3 separate regions of the Sus scrofa genome follow, and regions 2 and 3 are each linked to region 1. Evidence: chromatin contacts called from public HiChIP or PLAC-seq data. All regions are on one chromosome and are shown on one strand. The core of a region is the stretch at or near the end of the contact, and the rest is flanking DNA. Distances in the headings are between cores, read along the strand shown.

Region 1 (4,263 bases), core at 1,015-3,514:
TCTGGCTTCTCTGTCTTTAGCCATTCTTTAATGACAGAGTTAATAGTATCCCCGTATGGCATCCTTGTAACAAGAAGTAAAATGCACACCATACTGGCTGGGTTCAGCCCTGGGCCAGGGTGCATGGCTTGGCAAGCAAAGCTTAGAATGGACATCAGGGCCCATTCACCCCACTCAGCCTGGTACCTCTGTGCCATAAACACACTGTACAGCTGCATGCTGCTGCCCAGAGAACAATTCTTGGTCCTTATCTCTTTTGCGTTTTTCTCTTTCCCTCTACAACCTTGTTGACTTTCAAGGTTTTAAGACCTACATGTCTTAAACAGTTCTAGACATCTTTTCATCTGCCTCCTGAACTTCTCTTTCTGGGTGTCCTGCGGGTACCCCAAACTTACCAAGGCCCAAACTAAATTCATTATCTGTTCACCTGCACATTCCCAGATATGTCTATTTTTCTGTGTTCCTTCTCTTGGTTAATAATACCACTATCCACCCACTCATTCCAGGAAAAACTTCCAAATTATCTGTGCCTCTTCTTCCAGTTTAAAGCTTTTGTCACCTCTCAAGTGCACTATAGGATTAGCCTTCTAGTTCTATCTCTCCCCACTGCTGTTCTGTTTCTTTTTTTTACATGGAAATGAGCACACTGCTCCCTTGCTCAAAAAAGCTATTTGGGCTTCTAATTAACCATAGGATAAAATCTAGATGCTCTAGGCACGGCATGTAAAATCCTTCATATCTTGGCCAAAGCCTACCTTTCCAGTCCTATACCTTCCCTCTGATCTCAACAACTTCCCTGTTCTTAACCACATCAGACTGTGGTTTCTTGAACATGATTTTGCCACGTGCTTTAACGCCTCAGTGCCTTTGCTGGTGCCTTGCACACCCTCCCTCTGGTTTTTGCCTTGTAAAATCACATCAGCCACTCTTAAAGCCTATGCTGTGACCTCTTTATTCAGGTGCCTCTAGTCCTGATTAATCACCCCTTCCTCACTGCTTTTACAGCTCTGTTGGTATGTTAGTATAGTCTAAAAGCTGTATCCCATTTTTCCCACTACACTGTCTGTTTCTTAAGGGCAAATTTAAGCTTGCTGGTCTCCGGATCATCAGCAGCTTGTCCAGTGCCCTTACATGGTAGACACTGAATAAAATTTCATGAGTTGAATTGGGCAGATGCTTGAACATTATTTTATGAAAGGACCAAGGATTTCTTTCAGCATAACTTTTAGCCTGTTCCTTTTCTTCAGACATAAGAAAAATCTCAGAATGGGACAACTGATGGGCCCTGCTGGAGAAAGTTTCTATGACATATCCCCAAACTTCAGTTAGGTTTCTCTATAGGGACAAAGTAACTGTGATTTCTAAAAAGACTAACTGGTGTCTGAGTATGGATTTTTCCAGATACTAGAGTCTTTAGAACCAGAGATTATTTTCAATCTAGGACCTAGATTATAGGTTCCACAGAAGACTCTCACTGTTCCAAGTAGCAGAATCAGACTTTTCAGCAGTAGGCAGTTATCACCTGTGGGTCCCACCCCAATATCCCTGTAAGGTTTGAGATTTCAGAGCGTGAAAAACAATATAAAAAGGCTTCACTATCTCAAAACCTGACTAAATGTCTGAGTTATCCTGAAAGCCTGAGAAGGGGGATGCCTCTCATTTGCAGGTTTTGCAGAGGCATGAGCAAAACAGTCTGGGTGTACAAGACTGACTTCTGTCATTTCCCTTAGTTAAACCCCGGTCTAGGTAAGAAACACTCACCTACTTCATAAAGCCCAGGATGGCTAACTTCCTTGAAATGGGTAATTGCATATTTGTAGAACCGTGGTAGCTTCTGAGTGGGTAAGAACAAGCTTGATTCCCAATCGCCTCCAAACACAAAAACTTGGTTCTGACTAGAATCCCAACAAGTTGCCACTGAAAGTGAGCGATGTCTAGAATTCTAGCAACAAGTGGCCATTGAAAGTGCAGTGACTGACATCTTAAATCAACTATACTTCAATAAAACTTTAAAAAAATGAAAAAAAAATACTTTGCTGTACAGCAGAAAATAGCACAACCTTGTGAATCAACTATAGGTGAATACAATTTTAAGAAATGAAAAAAAAAAAAAAGTGCAGTGACTGGTAGGCACAGGACGCGTATCAGAAGAGCCCTTGGGTTCATCTTTTTGTGACCAGTCAACCTATCCTAAGTCAGGGGCTTAATTTTGCGGCCTTTCACGCCGCTGTACGGCCTGGAGCCCCCTCATGGCTTCTGAAAAGGCTTTACAGGGTCAAGTCCACAGACTAGCGTATTCAGCCTCGGGGCCCAGCACAGGACGCCTTCGGGTTCCCGCTTGGTCCCCGGAGGGCGCCCCGGTGGCCTGGGAGCGTCATCACGGCTTGCGGAGGACGCCCGCGCCACGCGGACGGAGGCGCTGCAGCGGGGAGCTGAGGAAGGCGGCAGCGGCGTGGGCGGGAGCCAGGAGGGAAGCCGCTCCGGGCGGGGTGAGGGGGGCGCAGGCGGCCCCGGGCGCCTCGGCGGGCCCGCCCCCTCGGCCCTCCCCCGGGCGGGGCCAGCCCCGACGGCGCTGACTCAGCAACGCGTGGGGGGAGTTTTGTCCCTCCGCGGACCCCGTTTCCCTCGCCCTCAGCCCTCCGCCGCCACCGAGCCGGTTTCCTCTTTCCGGCGCCCCGGGTGCGAGAGGCTGGTCCAGCCGCTTGGGTTAGCGAGTCGCTCTGCTGTCCGGCTCTTGTCTGAGGACCCCGAAACTACCGTTCCCCGGCCAGGCAGCGTGGGCGCCATGAACGAAGCAGGTGAGGCGCCGCTCTTCCACGCCGAGGCTCTTCCACGCCGAGGCTCTGCCGGCTGCCCTCTGGGGGCTCAGCTGCGCCCCATAGGCCCGGCGGCGGGGAAGGGCCGGGGCTGGGGCCGGGGGCGATGGCGGGGATGGAGCTTTCTGGGCGGGCTGGAGCGGCCCGGAGGAAGGCAGCATCTTGGGCTAGGACCCCGGTGAAGGGCTTCTCTCTTGCTGTGGTCACCTCAGGATGCTCTTACCAAGTTAGAGCCGGAGTGTGGGAGTCCCGCACAGTCTCCTCAGCCTCTTTTTGATGTTATAATCCCTTTGGGTCTTCCGAGCAGGACTGAATTCGGAGAAGGTAGCTGCTCTGCTTCAGAAACTGAATTCCGACCCCCAGTTCGTACTGGCCCAGAATGTCGGCACCACCCACGATCTGCTGGACATCTGTCTGAAGAGGGCCACGGTCCAGGGTACTCAGCATGTGTTCCAGCACACGGTGCATCAGGAGGGCAAGCCAGTCACCAACCAGAAGAGCTCAGGTGAGAGCTTCAGACTTCTTGCACACTTGCCTTGACTTTCTTGACAGCCTCCCTTTGTGGTGTCTTAGTTAAGAATGGCCTTAGGGGAAGCAGAGTTTTGGATTGAAAGAACCTGTGGTAAGTTCTTAGAGAGCAGCCACAGGTACAGGCAGGATCAAGAACATTACCTTGTGACTTGTTTTGGTGCTCCGTGCTTCTTAGTGTAATTTGAGCACTAGAGTGACTGACTAGTCCACGGTCATTTGACTGAATGCAATGCAGTATGTTCTTTTTGAAGTTGTGTGATTGCAGCCCCATGTCTTTGTGATACATGTTCTTGGTACAGAACAAACCATACAGAAATATTCATACCCTAGTGGACTCCCCCATGTTGCCCTGAAAGTCATGGGCAAATGTATGGGATGGAAAAGACACCAAGAAATAGCATCAATATGTCATCAGATGTTATGTTTAAATATGCCTGTGTGCTAATGGGCTCACTTCCCACCAACAGACGGGTTTGTAATACAGAAGAATATTCATTTCTCATGCCTTGTGGTCACAGGCCCTTGTTTTGCTCTCTAGTACCACTAGAAAACAGAAGAACAGCTATAGTGAAAGATGGGTTATCCAGGAATAAGGAGAACATTCTCACAACAGAATTGTACTAAAAGGAGTTTTTAAAGTCTGTCCATTTTATTGATTTAGTTAAGTAGTTTTTGGCCATACCTGCAGCATGTGGAAGTTCTGGGGCCAGGGATTGAACCCGCACCGTGGCAGTGACAGTGCCGGGTCCTCAATCTGCTGAGCCACCAGAGAACTCCTGAAGTCTTGAAACTACTCCCAGTCTATTAATTTTGACAGAAAGCCGATCAGTGCTTGCTTGAAGCCAGTCAGAACTCAAAGTGTACATTTATAACATGGATATATTTTATTGTATGTAAATTATACCTTAGTAAAGTA
Region 2 (4,983 bases), core at 547-3,046, 150 kb before region 1:
GAGGAACTGGTGTAATAATAGTTTGGCATCTAGGTGGCTGAGTGAAGCCAGTCTGTTAACACATATCTAGATGTGTGTACTCTCATTCACGGTGAAGCAGAAGTCAAAATAAAAGGGCTGAAATACTGAAGGCATAGCATAAAGATCTCACCTTTCAGGGATAAGGAATATTAAACACTATTCCAATAATATCATCAGCAACAAGAAGCACGAAGCAGCGCGCAGGAAATACAGTGGAGCACATTCTCCAAGAGATCAAACCTCAGAATCTCAGCTCAGCCTGAAGTTCTGAGGTTCTAAGAACTGGCTCTGAGATTTATTCACAATCTACTTAACCTATGAATCTCTGCTTTTTGCTTTTCAAACCCCTACCTTCAGGGTTTTCCTATGCGTTAGTAATCATGTGCTTAAAGCACCTGGCACAGAGTAGACTGTCAATAAGCTGCTATAATTCCTTTAGCATGACACTTCCAAAAAGTCAGCCCAACGACTTATACTAAAGCTAACCAACAGACACTTCTACATAATTTTAAAGTATTTTCTAGCTAGCACATACACATTTCAAATAAGCCTTTTAATACGTTTTAAACTATAAGCATGCTTCTCTGTAATCAGGAACTGTCTTCTCTAGCAGAAAACGTCAAGTAAAAGCATTCTCAAAGTATGACGAGCAGGTATGGATGAACTCAGAATTAACTATTTTAGATTAAGTGGCCGACAGTGACAATACTGCCATTTGTGGTGGTTTCCAGAGGTTTCAGTGGGTAGCAAGAGGAAACTGGTTAAAATGGAAAAGGATTCAAAAGAGTTCTATTTTGCAGTAAAGCAGAGACAACTGAAAGAAAAAGGTGCGCCTTTTCTGATCTTTGTTCATCATCATGGTCCAGGAACGAGTTTTACATGAACTTACTTTATCGAACCGTAATTTCAGGAATTAAATAAACGTACTGGTCAAATCACGCGATGCTTTTTGATAGAAGAGATACAGCAATAGTGCAATAATTATAATTAAATGCAATAATTACAAGTCACACTGGTTCTCTCAACTTTCTCTTTTTAACAAAACCGATCTCCAGAACGGAGGGTGGTTATTTCCTCTGCCTTCCAATGCGACTCGACACCCAGTCCTCGAAGTCCCAGCCTGAAGCTGCCAAGGAGGAAGACATTCCGCTCACACAGCTTCCTTCGATGGACCGGCCTGACAAGTTCCTCCTTTCTCTTTTCCTACTCAATTATCCAACAGTGACTCTAAGGCGCTGACTCCTCCAGCCTCCTGGGCTCGGGATATTCTCGCTCAACCCTCGTTTCCTCCCAGAGTTCATACTCCAAATCCCTCGTTCGAGTTCTGCTACCCCCTCAACCCAGCTTTCCTCCGGCGACTCAGGCCTTCTTCCTCTCGGTCCCGGCTCAGCTCTCTCCGCCCAACCACTGCTCCAGGTCCGGCTGCCGCTCAGGGCAGCCCCCTCCCCAGACCATACGGTCTCTAGAGCCCCCAGGCCCAGGGGTACCCACTAGACCAGCCCCACCCCTCAGCTCGGGCGCTCCAGAAGCCAGGCTCTTCTCTCTGCAGCGTCCCTCAAGACCTGTCTTCACTCAGTCCCTCTGCGTCTCAGCGAGACTAACCGAGGTCTCCACTCACCTTCCCAGTAATTGCTGGTTCCTGCCGCCATCTTTGTTGTCCAACGTCAGGCGGGATAGGAGAGCGGAGGCGATGCGAGCCAGAGAGTCACCTCCACGCCTTCTTCCGCCTGGCGCCAGGGCCGATGGGATACGTGAGCCTCCAGAGACACCGCCACCTGGCGGTCAATTCATTATTTTACACCTTTCTGAAAACCCATGTTTAGAATTTGACGCTCCCTGACATCTTTCTGGTGTTCACATCCGCTCTCCGCGCCCGAAACTGGCATACTCACCCTCAGCTGGACTAATTCTCTCTTTAGCAGGTACCTTCTAGGCTGAGAAGAACGTTATCCTTAGACGCAACTACCTGTTTTGTTCACCTTCTCTCAAATGTGTACCTTCAGCCAGCCTCTTTTTTTCGGGGCCAAAGGCTCTTTTCTTCCCACGACCAACCTCTTCATCCTACCTCCCCCTGTGCTCCGCTATCCCGCGTTTCTAACTTATGCCCTCTTCTCCACTGGCCGCCTTTTCCTCTGTCTAGGAGTCCCAGCCCTCTTTCCTTTCTAGCCAACAAATATATGAAGCATATTCTAACTGCTTCAACGTTCCTCATCTTGACCCCTCAACCTGCTAAAATCAGCTGTCCAGAGCCACCCTTTATAGACAGATAAATTATCCCAACCTACTTGTGTCCATTTTTCGCTAGTTCTGGTGAAGTGTAGAACCCTTTCCTCCTGCAAAGTTTTTAAAATCACACCTGCGCCTTTATTCACTACCATTTATAGTTGTCTTTAATATTTCCCCTATGTTCCCTGAGAACCACATCATATAATATTATAATCTTTGCTTTGACTGTCAAACATAGATTTTAAAAGAAGGAAAGCCATATTTTGTGTTACTGATACATTTTTTTTTACTCTTCCAATTTTTCTTTCTTCCTCCCTGATGTTCCAAGATTCCTTTTTTATCATTTTCTTTCTGTTTCAAGAACTTCCTTTAGCCATTTGTTAAAAGAGTAGATCAGCTGGAGACAAATTCTATTATTTTTTCTTCATCTGAGATGTCTTGATTTCCCTTTCCTTCCTGAAAAATATTATTGCCGGATATAGAATCTGGGGTTGACAGTTTCTTTTTTTCAGCACTTGAAAAGTGGGCTAATTCCTTCCTGCTTCTACAAGTTCTAATGAGAAATTGAATTGTTTTTCCATTATAGCTAAGAGATCGTTCTCTCTGCTTTAAAAACTTTTTTTTTTTTTTTTTTTTTAGTTTTCAGAAAGTTGATTATGGTGTGTTTTAGCATAGATTTCTTTGGTTTTATACTGTTTGGGATTTTCTCAGCTTCTTGAATCTTAGGTTTATGTCTTTTGACACATTTGGGAAAGATTTTCAGAGATTACTTCTTCTAATACTTTTTCTGCCTCTATCCTGTTATTCTTCTCTTGGGACTCCGATGATGTGAATGTTAAATCTTTTTGTTATAGTCCTACATATCCCTAAGGCACTACTAATTTGTTCAGTCTATTTTCTATTCTTTAGATTGGTAATTTCTACTGTTCTGTCTTCAAGTTCATTGATAGGCGTGTCTTTCCTCTGTCCCCTCCATTCTGCTGTCAAGCCCATTCACTGAGTTTTTAATTATTGTATTTTTCAGATTAAAAATATCCATTTGGTTCCTCATTATCTCTTCTTTTTTTTATTTTATTTTTTTGTCTTTTGTTGTTGTTGTTGTTATCGTTGTTGTTGTTGTTGCTATTTCTTGGGCTGCTCTCGCGGCATATGGAGGTTCCCAGGCTAGGGGTTGAATCGGAGCTGTAGCCACTGGCCTACGCCAGAGCTACAGTAACGCGGATCCGAGCCGTGTCTGCAACCTACACCACAGCTCACAGCAACGCCGGATCATTAACCCACTGAGCAAGGGCAGGGATCAACCCGCAACCTTATGGTTCCTAGTCGGATTCGTCAACCACTGCGCCACGACGGGAACTCCCTCATTATCTCTTCTATTTATTTGCTGAGACTTTGCATTTCTTTCCCAAGACTCTTTTTATCATTTGTTCTAAGATTTTTTTGTAATTGCTCATTGAAATGTTTTTATTATATCCTTGTCAGACAATTCCAATGGGTGTTTCATTTTGATGTTGGTGTTTGTTGTTTCTTTTTGTTCAAGCTGAAAATCTCTGGGTTCTTGGTATAATGAGTGGTTTTAAATTTGTACCCTGGAAGTCCCCTTTGTGGCTCAGTGGTAACGAACCCAACTAGTGTTGGGAGACATGTTTCTACAATCTTTTCTTAGTCTCCCTGTTTCTATTTTCCATGCTGAAAACTCCATCTTGTCCTGCTTTACCTTTACCCTGTATTGCTGCTTGAAAAACAGTCACAGTGCTGGTAAATAACTTAAGCTTAAGAACAAAGACCAAAAGGCATTGAGTTATTCATGTGGTCAGCTGAATGAGGACATAATGCTTTGGTCCGGGCATGCTGGACCTGTGCAAATAGGCATGCCGTTTGTACAGCATATGTCCTGTTAAAATAAGAGGAAGAGGAGCCTCATGGCCCCAGGGCATTTATGAAGGGTCGTTAATGGGATATGCATCAGCAAGGAGAACAAGGTGCAAACCTGGGCACAACGGGTTGTTGGTTGTCACAGGCCATCTGTAGAAGCACAGTGGTGATTCTCTAGATGCTATGCATAGATAGCTTCCTCAAAATGCCTAAAGGTCAGAGTAAAAGCTTAACCAGCTACCAACTACATGACTTTTAAAAAAATTAAAAAAAAACTATATCCTGCACAGTCCTCTACTCATTTGACGTAATCCTAAAAAACACAATAAAAGCAATATAGTTTCTTGAGGTGGTGCTCTTGGTCCCTGAGACCTTGAGTACCCCAGTTCCCACCTTTGATTAAAATAAATGTCTCTGTGTCTTGTTTTATGTTAACCTTTTCTTAAGTTTCACAGCAACCGTTCTTTAGCCCTCACCTTCTGAGCTGCTCTCGGCAAACTGGCATCCATGAGGATGTGGGTTTGATCCCTGACTCTGCTCAGTGGGTTAAGAATCCAGTGTTGGAGTTCCCGTCGTGGCGCAGTGGTTAACGAATCCGACTAGGAACCATGAGGTTGCGGGTTCGATCCCTGGCCTTGCTCAGTGGATTAATGATCCGCGTTGCTGTGAGCTGTGGTGTAGGTTGCAGATGCAGCTCGGATCCAGCGTTGCTGTGGCTCTGGTGTAGGCTGGCAGCTACAGCTCTGATTAGACCCCTAGCCTGGGAACCTCCATATGCCACAGGTGTGACCCAAGAAATGGCAAAAAAGAAAAAAAAAAAAAAAAAAAAAAAGAATCCCGTGTTGCTGTGAGCTAAGGTGT
Region 3 (4,649 bases), core at 736-3,235, 180 kb after region 1:
TCTTTCAGAAATACAGAAAATGACTAAAGTATTAAAAAAGCACACATTTGGGGGCTTTATAAATTGCTTAATTGTGGGCTTCATAGGAAAACACTGTTTTGGCTACTGAAAAATAAAATGTTCATTATTAGCTGTTCTTATAGTGCTAGCCATGCTAACTTCATAAACTATCATAATTCCAACTGAGGAATTACATTTAGTAGACACTGCATAACCACAAAAGTAGTCTCAAAAGAAACCTCTCTGCTAATAAAAATTCTAGGAAATTGGCAACATCTTAATAGCTCATTTCCAGGGATCTTTACACCAACAATTTTGTTATATCAACATTAGTTATCTGAAAGTACTTTGTATAACTGCTTATAAATAAATTCTTAGCTTCAGAAAAGAAAATCTCTTAATTATTCATGTATCAAAAAAAACAGTGCTTTCTTCTTTAAATATTATTTTTGATAATTGTGTAAATAATATTCTAGATATACTGTATTGACAACTAAAGCAAGCAAAGACATCAAATTCACAAGTTCAATTTTTTAAAAAAATATATATTTCCAACAATGCGGTAGAAAAACATAGGTTCCCTTACCTCATCATCATCATCAGAATCATTCCCAAACACTGAAGGTTTTTGCAAAACAGGGTGCAACTGCTGTGCTTTCTTTGGCAAAATAAGCCCATACCTGCATATATTTTTTTTAAAATAGAAATTACACCATTATGTTTAAACTTTAAAAAATAATACATCCACTATCTCTTTCAGATGTAACTACCAAGTCAAAACATGTTATATAGTCTAGGAACATATAACACTGGTTCTCATTTTCAACCATCTCAGAGTTCTAATATGCGCTAAGATTTTATAATTATTACTCTAAATGATTACTTGTGGTCACCGGCCAAAATCAAAATACCATTTTAACCAAAGAAGTGAATGAAGAGTTCAGAAATGTTTTATATGGTGAAATGATAGTAAGATTTTAAAAAGAACATGTTAGTGGAAAGCTCAGCTGATGTCCACTACAAAGAAAAACACTCTAAAGTATCCTCGTGGTCTAACAAGAGTAAAGAAAAAAAATTATTTTCTCCCCTACTGAGTGCTCACACAATTTTAAAGAAGTTATTGGATAAAGGTTAATGTCACCCATGGAAAAACTTTTGAAGGTTACATTAACTGAGAAACCCAAACAGCCATGGGCAAATTCCCATTACCCTTTATTAAGCCCACTTGCTTTGTCTTGGAGCACCTGAAAGTACCATCCCATCAGATACAACTCATTTAGTTTCTCACGTTGGCCTTTAAGATACAGAAACCACGGGAAGCCGTATCCAAATTGAGGATTGTACATCAAAAGTAAAACTTGCAAGAAGATATAACATTTCTCTTTTGCGGCAATATATGCCCCAATTTCCTATATGCCTACCCTTTTCTGTGGCTTCTCAGCACAACATTCCTAAACCGAGAAGGGAGGGCGGGAATCAGAACTTGAGTTGCCAAGGAGAACAAGGCCCTATAAGAAAGCCAGGAATTGTCTCTTCTCATTACCCCTGAAAGCATCCAACCGGGGAGAAACTCAAGCGCGGGGTAGGAAGCAAGACTGAGGGGCCTCAGACCGAGCTTTTGGAAAATAGAAAAGTCTCGCTCTCTGCCCCTCAGCCTAACTTTCTTTATTTCCTCACAAGTTTCTCCCTCAAACTTCGGGCTTCCATCCTGGAAAATGTGGGGGGGGATGGGAATATATGTTCCTCAGAATTTCTCGCTTTTCCCCGTCTCTATCCCTGACGACACAGCCCCTTCACTTCCAGCGCATTTTTACTCCTCGGCCAAAGTCACAGTCGCCGTGGTGTCTCACTTCCCAGCCTAACCCTAACTCCCGGATCACTCACTGCCTGCCCGGAATCGCCATCTTGCTCCCGTCTCCGCTGAACGTGGCCGACGCCGACGTGACGCTGACGCAGGTAAGAGCGTCGTTACGTGAACTCTCGCGCGGCCTTAGGCGGCCTGGAACCCGCCTACCCGCTGGGTTCGTATTTTCAATTGCTTGGTGCAGCTGGGTGCCAGGTTGTTCGGGCTTGGCTTTCGGCATTGTTTGAAAACCGAGGGACTGCCTCCACACCGGTGGGAAGAAAGGAATGACAAAATTCTAGGCCAGTGATTCCCAGAGTGTGGTCCTGGGGCCAGCAGCATTGGCACCATCCAGGAATTTGTTAGAAATGCAAAATTTCCCACCCTATTTCACACCTACCAAATCAGAAACTCTGGGATGGGGCCCAGCAATCTGAATTTTAAGGAGCCCTCGAGCTAATTCTGACACTCTGGTTTGAAAACCACTGCCCTAGGCTATGGATTTTTTTTTTCCCCTGAGATATTCCGTTTGCGTATATCTGGCTCAGGATAATTTGCAGAAGATCAAAATCCTTATGCTAAGTATCTCATATTCGGACAGAAATGATTAATAACAATACCATGGTACTACTGGGTGGGTATAGGATTAAAGTCTTCTATGATACTTTTAAAAAAATTCTAGGCACGCGTTTCACCTGTGCACCTACTCACTTTTGGCCCATTCCAAACTAGTCATACAGCAAGTGAAAAAGATCTCTTGAATTACCAACAGGAATTACCTGACAGAAGATGTTAAAATCTCCAACTATAATTGTGGATTTGTCTGTTTCTCCTTTTACTTCTGTCAGGTCTTGTTTCGTGTATTTTGAAGTTCTGTTATTAGATGTATAAATATTTAGGCTTGTTATATCCTCTTATATTGACCCCATACTATTAAAAAATGATTCTCTTTATTCTTTTATTTTTATTTATCTTACCTGATATTAATATAACCACTGATTGTTAGCATAGTATATCTTTTCCTATCCTTTTTTATTTTTTTTAATTTTATGGCTGCATCCATGCATATGTAAGTTTGCCTGGCCAGGGATTGAATCCGAGCTGCAGCTGCTACAATGCAATGAAAGTTAAGAGATAAATCCTAAATTCTCATCGTGAGGAAAATTTTTTTTCTTTTGTATCTATATGAAATAATGGATGTTCACTAAATTTATTGTAATAATTTCATGATATATATGTCAATTTATTATGCTCTACACCATAAACTTATACAGCACCGTATGTTAATTATGTCTCAATAAAACTGAAAGAAAAAAAGATCAAATTAAAAAGAATCCATAAGCACACATTCAGTTAGCTGTCAGAGTGATGACATCATCACACATCATGAAGCCTCTGAAAAGCTTTATTGTACTCTGGTGTGAGGATAAGAGTGAAAAAAGCAAATAATGTCCTAGTATTGTTAGAAAGATAGTTTTGACCTGGAAAATCCCAAAAGGGTTTAAAGGACCTACACATTTTAAGATCCACTCTTCTGAATGAATTAATGCTGGGATGTATTACATAGTTTTGCATATAGGAATGTGCTGGATATTTTCTCCCCAAAGTGATTAGGGCAGGACCAGATACAAGCCAAATATGAAATCTGCTTAGGGAACAGTGAAATACATATATATACATATATATTGGTTTCTGCCCCTGGTTCCTTGGGCAGAGCTGCTAAAACCATTGTGAGTTACAAGAGCACTGAGAAAAATTTTTGTTCTGATATTTGATCTTCCACCCTGGTTCCTGATGTATTTTGTTCCAATGAGGTAACTCTGGGTGGTCTTCTGGATAGTCTCAGGGTGGGGGCTCATCACCAGAGAGACCATGCCATGATTAGGAGTTTGGAACTTTCTACCCAACCCCCATCTTCAGGGAAGGAGAGAGAGGTTTTAAACCAAATTAAGGATTGATCATGCCTACATAAAAAAACCCCAAAGCATGGAATTCTGAGGGCTTCCAGGTTGGTGAACTCATCCACATGCGGGGAGAGTGGTGCACCCCAACTTCCTGAGGACAGAAGTGCCATTCCTGACGCCACCTGTGTATCTCTAGTTGTTTATATGTATGTTTTATCATATTCCTTATTATATAATAAATAGGTCAATGTAAAAAGCATGTTTACCCACATATTTACCACTTCCAGCATCTCCATTGCTTTGTGTAGAACCAGATTTCTATTTCATGTAACCATCTTTTTTAAACCACTTTATTGTGATGTAATTCACATAGCATGCAATTCACCTGCTTAAAGTGTATATAATTGAATGGTTTTTAGTACATTCAGAGAGTTATGCTGCCATTACCATAATCAGTTTTAGAATACCTTCAATACCCAAAGAAGAAACCATGTACCCATTAGTTACTCCCGTTTTTCCCCAAACTCCCCAACCCTAGGCAACCAGGAATCTACTTTTGCTCTCTGTAGACTTGCAGTCATATCAGCTTTTGAAGTTGTAAGTATTTTGAAACTCCATTATTAGATGTATAAGTATTTAAGATTTTTATGTCTTTTGTTTGTTTTGGGGTTTTTTGGGGGGTTTTTTTTTTTTGGTCTTTTAGTCTTTTGGGGCTGCACCCACAGCATATGGAAGTTCCCAGGCTAGGAGTCCAATCAGAGCTGCAGTTGCCTCCCTACACCAGGGCCACAGCAACACCAGATCTGAACCACATCTGCGACCTACACCACAGCTCACAGCAACGCCAGATCCTTGACCCACTGAGCGAGGCCAGGGATTGAACCCACAGCCTCATGGATGCT

What was found. HiChIP or PLAC-seq counts read pairs in DNA pulled down with a chosen protein or histone mark.
Region 2: a contact with region 1 is called in an H3K27ac HiChIP or PLAC-seq map of alveolar macrophages. The contact joins the promoter of GOSR1 here to the promoter of BLMH in region 1. A contact is called at or near these places in 1 of 5 promoter capture datasets (liver), 1 of 47 Hi-C or Micro-C datasets (embryonic fibroblasts) and 1 of 2 datasets of contacts at active chromatin or transcription factors (alveolar macrophages).
Region 3: a contact with region 1 is called in an H3K27ac HiChIP or PLAC-seq map of skeletal muscle, with 3 times the contacts expected there. The contact joins the promoter of NSRP1 here to the promoter of BLMH in region 1. A contact is called at or near these places in 2 of 2 datasets of contacts at active chromatin or transcription factors (alveolar macrophages and skeletal muscle).

The regions. Positions count from the first base shown.
Region 1 is chr12:46,391,643-46,395,905 of Sscrofa11.1, reverse strand. It overlaps BLMH (bleomycin hydrolase), which reads left to right and starts at 2,264. Exons shown (of 13, transcript XM_021067523.1): 1 at 2,264-2,798; 2 at 3,124-3,321. The coding sequence starts at 2,786. It overlaps LOC106505486 (a long non-coding RNA gene), which reads right to left and starts at 2,264. Exons shown (of 3, transcript XR_002337293.1): 1 at 1,762-2,264.
Region 2 is chr12:46,537,937-46,542,919 of Sscrofa11.1, reverse strand. It overlaps GOSR1 (Golgi SNAP receptor complex member 1), which reads right to left and starts at 1,796. Exons shown (of 9, transcript XM_003131787.5): 1 at 1,640-1,796. The coding sequence starts at 1,670.
Region 3 is chr12:46,208,538-46,213,186 of Sscrofa11.1, reverse strand. NSRP1 (nuclear speckle splicing regulatory protein 1) reads right to left here and starts at 1,985. Exons shown (of 7, transcript XM_003131784.6): 1 at 1,885-1,985; 2 at 587-680. The coding sequence starts at 1,904. It overlaps MIR423 (microRNA 423), which reads right to left and starts at 1,662; the gene lies at 1,583-1,662.